Regions from separate parts of the Sus scrofa genome. Here region 2 is linked to region 1. The links are chromatin contacts, called in public promoter capture Hi-C maps. All regions are on one chromosome and are shown on one strand. The core of a region is the stretch at or near the end of the contact, and the rest is flanking DNA. Distances in the headings are between cores, read along the strand shown. Region 1 holds the start of LAMTOR3 (ragulator complex protein LAMTOR3). Region 2 holds the start of METAP1 (methionine aminopeptidase 1).

Region 1 (2,705 bases), core at 85-2,584:
AGTTGCTAAATGTTCAAACACATAATCTTGCAACCCAAAAAGAAACAGCAGATTCATATTAATGTCGAATAACCATTTAGCCTACTGGTTATGAGTAAGGACTCTGGAGTTAGTCTGCCTGTGCTGGTATCTTGACTCCACAACTTATCAACTGTGTAACTTGAGGGAAGTTACCTGCTCTTTCTGTGCCTCAGCATCCTCATTGATAACACAGGGATAACAATAACAGTGGCTACCTCATAAAAACTGTTTTAAGAATTAAATGAGTTCAATGTTCCAAAGAATATTTAGCATGTATATAAGAAAAACAAACAAACAAAAAACACAGTACGTAAAATGTAAACAAACACAAACATTAGTAGTATTAATTCCCAGCTGTTTCTACTAACTAGTACAATGAAGTTCCCTAAATTTATTATTCTGGCTATATGGTTGTGCTAAAGAGGTATTAGTTATAAAGCTCAGATTGCTACAATGAACCCAGAGAGACACAACCACTTACTGACAAAAGACTCATAGCAAACCACCGTTTAGAAATGGAAACGGTAAACATGCAGAGTCTGTCTTAGGCTCCCAGAACTTGGGTTGGGGAAAAAATAAAACTTTCTCAGTCTCAGGCACCTTAGCGTCTTTCACCCTCATTCCAAGCAGAAACTCAGGACTCCGCAAGTTATTCATATTATTCTCACACTCCAGATCCTGGAGAAAATTGGAGGGGAGCGCTAAAAAGAAATAAATTTGAACGTGGGACGTGCCCAGTAGCCTCATCCGTTTCCCTACTCTTTACTTCCTCTTGTGTGGGGGTATTAACTCACATCCGCCATGATGAACCCCTTTCTCCCGGAGGATCAATCGCCAAGCCTGGAAGAGAAACTCCTGGTGACTCTCCCCACAAGACTTCCTCGCCCTTCCCACCCCGACCCTAATAAGCGCAGTCAGTTCTTCTCAGGGTCGGAAAAGGCTCCGCGGCTCTAGGGCTCGGCCTCCCAGGCCCAAGGGAGTCGAAGTTCCCAGATGCCCAGACGGATAACCGAAATGCCTGACCTCAGCCCACTCCATCCTCTACCCCAAAGATCCGGGCCCAAAGGGGATACAGAAAGGGCGTCCTCTCTTTCACCTCACTGCACGCACCACCTGCGGGCCCAAAGCTGACTCCGGGCAAAGTGGCTCCAGTTACCTGGGTTTCTGGGCTGCTCGATACTCTGAGCTGTCACTTCAGGGACTGCCTGAGACAGGTTCTTCTAAGAGCCGCGGTCACATGATTTACGACCTCCTCTGAGGTTCCAGGAAGCACTTCCCACGTCGCCGACGCAGGGATTCGCGAGACTTCCGGGGAGGTGCTTCGGCGAGGGAGCGCGCAGTCGCGCCTTTGCGCCCCGCCCCACCCACGGCGGCTACTTCCTGCGCCTGCGCCTGCGCTGCAGGTGGATCGCGACGTCTATGACCTGTCCGAGCTGTCAGGACCCCGTGGGACGTTTTTGTTGGGCAGGGGTGCATACTTTTAATTAGGTGGTTTTTGTTTTTTTTCTTTAGGGTCCATTATCCTAAAGCCTCTTCTTGTAGATGAAGAAATTTGAAGGGGTGGTCTTAACATACCGTCAGCAATAGATTGCCCGTGATGAGAAGTCCCAGGTCCACAGGCTTCTGATCCCAGTTTCTTAGTCTCTTTTGGCTTTTCCGCTGGTGCTGCCCACGTGCTGTGACTCCAAGCCTTGTCTAGATTGAATCAACGATCCATGATTTTTCTGGAGATCTGTTATTTTTGTACCTCAAGCCTCGACATATGCAGACATTGAACAGCCTTTTTCACTAGCAACTTAGAAGGCTGTGCCTTTAAGGACTGCCTATATTGTTTTTGTTTGTTTAGTGCCTTGCTTGTTTGCACATTTAACAAAAATCTACAGTGGGTGGTAGAAAAATGAGGTCTGTGGGAACTTGCCTTTGACTGTATTTCAACTCCAGCCCCTAAAAGTGCAAAAGGAATTAACTATTGCTCAGCACATAAGTTGGATACTTATTTCCTAGTTATCCCTAGGAGGATGAAGTGGCAAACTAAAAAGCTCCCAGATGTTACAACTGACCGCCAGTCATTTCAAATAAACTTGACAGTTCCATAGCAACATGTCATTAAAGATCACTTTATTTTCCTTCATTTCTCAGGACACTGCACTTATTTTAGCTCCTCACCCACTTTAGTCTCCTCTTAAAGGAAGACACTTAAAACTTGTCTTCAGTTCCTCTGCTGTTTTTCTCTTTCCAGTGTTCTGAGAATATGAACCCTAAATCTGCACCTTTCATCTGAGTTGTAAGTTCACATTTTTAGCTGCTTGTTGGATGCTGGATATTTCTACATAAAGTCTATCACTTCTAACTCAAAAGCTCCTAAAAACTCCAGTAAATCTGTTTCCTGATCTATGTCTGTGTTCCATGATTCTATCAGTCAGGTATCATGTTTGCTCTCTCCTTCCTCATGTTCTTTTCTTAACAATGATTTTTACACCCATTATTTTTTCAAGCCTTCATTTAAATCATTATTCTATTCAGCAAAACTGTATCAACAGTCACTTAAAGGCCAACTTTACCTTCCTAAAATAATGTTATTGCTGATCAAAAAAAATCTATTTTTTCGTTAATAGCCAAATTTTTGCGAAGTTTTAAATCACTGCCTCCATTTATCCCAAATCCAATCAATCAAATAATTCTCT
Region 2 (2,705 bases), core at 150-2,649, 730 kb before region 1:
ATGGTGGCTCAGAGGAAATGAATCTGACTAATATCTTTGAGGATGCAGGTTCAATCCGTGGCCTCGCTCAGTGGGTTAAGGATCTGGCAATGCAGTGAGCTATGGCGTAGATTGCAGAGGTGGCTGGGATCTGGCATTGCTGTGGCTGTGGCACAGGCTGGCATCTACAGCTCCCATTCCACCCCTAGCCTGGGAACCTCCGTATGCCTCAGGAGCAGCACTAAAAAGACAAAAAAAATTATTATTTGATTTTATTATATTATTTGTTTTGCCTATATAACAAAGACATTAAAAATATGAGCTTTTCTCGTCTATCAAATATGAAAATGTTTAAAAAAGTATGCACTAAGATAACACAAAGTTCACAGCACTTAGTTTTTTTTTTTAAGGATCACACCCACATGGCACATTGAAGTTCCCAGGCCAGGGGTCAAATCAGAGCCACAGCCCATGGCAACGCAGGATCTGACCCTCATCTGCGACCTACACCACATTCCACAGTTATTACTGGATCCCCAATCCATGCAGTGGGGCCAAGGCTCGAACCCGCATCCTCATGGACACTATTTGCATTGTTTCCACTGAGCCACAATGGTAACTCCTCACAGCACTTAGTTGATTATCAATAAATATTAGTTCCTCTCTCTTTCCTAGTGACAGGAGGTATTCAAGCACCAGTCAGAAAATGGAAGATGTGTGATGTAGTTTAAGAGATTTAAGCAACAGGTTTGCATAGAGGACCTCTGAAGCTCCTTTCAACTCTGACATTTCATGATCACTGCAATTGTTTCCTAGATACTTAGTAAACAATGGAATGAGATAACACGAAAAAATATGGTTTGTATTGAATATCCAGAGGTTGTGTTACCATCTCCAGCACCGTACACTGTGAATGGAGGGGGGTGGTGTGAAAAGAAATACCGCAGGAGGGAGCGCGGACGCAAATCCCAACCCACCTCTTCATTGACAGTTCCCTGGCTTCCTTTTTTGTGAATGAGCAGTTGTTCTTGGGCCTTAGAACAGACACTATGAGCGAGAAAAAGAACTTTAAAAAGAGAATTACTTTCCTTTTCCAAGGAGCTGCCGGGTGGACCAAAACAGAGGAGCCAAGTGCCCTTTTCAACCGTCTGAGAGTGTGGGAGACGTTCAAGACCCTGGGATCCAGTCAGTAAGGGACTGGGGAGCTCTCTCTAGGCACAGAGAACGCGAGGCGTGAAGGCCTCTCCTAGTCGGCCGCCCCGGGCCTTCTCCGACACCACCAGGCGGGCGAGCTAGCCGGGGAAAGGACACGCGGACGCTGGGCTCCCTGAAGCTCTCCGGCGGCCCCCACGTGCACGCCGGCCTCCGGGAGGCGGGGGCCGCGGGCAGTGGGCGGGGCGAAGGCCGCGGGGCGGGGCGCCAGCTGCGCGCTGGGCGGGAGCGGGGCGCGCAGCGTGGTCTGGCGCTTCTCCTCCTCCCGCGCCCAGGCGGGGCGGGCTGAGCTCCTCCCCCGGCTCGGCCTCCCTCCCCTCCTCTGCCCTCCCTCCGCCCAGCCGTTTCTCCCTCCCCCTCCCCTTCTTCCTCCGTGAGGCGCTCCTCCAGCAGCCAGGCAGCATGGCGGCCGTGGAGACGCGTGTGTGCGAGACGGATGGTTGCAGCAGTGAGGCCAAGCTCCAGTGTCCCACCTGCATCAAGCTGGGCATCCAGGGCTCATACTTCTGCTCGCAGGTAGACACCCGCCCCCCCGAGGCGCCGCCGCCGCCACCGACCCCTTCCCCTCCCCGCCTGTCCTCGCGGCCGGTCGGGACACGCTCCTCCTCTTCCCCAGGCGGGCGCGCCGGCCGCGCTTCCTTCCCACCTCGTCTGCAGTGCCGCTGCCCCTTCTCGCCCCTGAGGAATCCCCGGCCCTTCGGACCCCGGCTGCGCAGGGCGCACGCGGGGGGGCGGGGGCGCGGTCGGCCGCGGCCACGTGGGCTGGGGGCGGAAGCTGACTTGCCCTGGGTACCCGGCAGTCTTAGGGCGCTGTGTTTCGGGGCCAGGTGTGCGGGCTCCGCAAGACAGATGGGGACGCCGCGGGAAGGGGGCAGCCCCAGCCGTGTGAGCCACCACAGCCCCAGCTCCTGGCAGGGCTCTGATCTTGGTCGCGGGGGGCTGCGGGGCGGGTAGTACCCCGGTCCCGACGGGATTGGGGGTCAGAAGACACCAGCTGGGCTTTGAGGAGTGAGTTGCTTGGGACCATGGAGTCGCAGAGAGGAGGAATCCTAGCTCCAGCCCCACCTCTGTTCCTAGGTTTTACTGCTGCGCACTGACACTTAAGCAACTTTGGGGTTGAGGAATGGAGAGAGTCTGTGTAATTCATTTTTTTCCTTTGGCATCCAAAATTATTAATTTACAAGACCGTAAACTAACAGGGTGAGTCCTTCTGTTTTACCCAGTTTCCCTCTGAGTGAAAAAGACAGTTCCATTAAGGGTTATGCTTTAAGGCCGTAGTGTATTTTAGTAAGTTTTGTGCAGTGGAGCAAAGCCAGCATTGAAAGGGGTCCGGACTGAAACGTGTGCTCGTGTTTATGTTTACTGAGGAGTGCTAGTATTGCGGGCACATTTTGACGCTTAGAGTATTGGCCCGGCAGCGTAGTTTGGCTTTTAGTTACAGACCAGGTTTCTTGAAGAGAGACACATGAATATTCAAGTACTAAATTGGTAGTGTTCTTGGGGGAGGAGAGCGT

Evidence for each region. Promoter capture Hi-C pulls out the DNA fragments that hold promoters and counts their contacts.
Region 2: a contact with region 1 is called in a promoter capture Hi-C map of liver, with 5 times the contacts expected there. The contact joins the promoter of METAP1 here to the promoter of LAMTOR3 in region 1. A contact is called at or near these places in 1 of 5 promoter capture datasets (liver) and 1 of 2 datasets of contacts at active chromatin or transcription factors (alveolar macrophages).

What each region holds. Positions count from the first base shown.
Region 1 is chr8:120,624,526-120,627,230 of Sscrofa11.1, reverse strand. It overlaps LAMTOR3 (ragulator complex protein LAMTOR3), which reads right to left and starts at 1,334. Exons shown (of 5, transcript XM_021101727.1): 1 at 1,178-1,334; 2 at 1-861.
Region 2 is chr8:121,351,306-121,354,010 of Sscrofa11.1, reverse strand. It overlaps METAP1 (methionine aminopeptidase 1), which reads left to right and starts at 1,399. Exons shown (of 11, transcript XM_003129313.5): 1 at 1,399-1,707. The coding sequence starts at 1,594.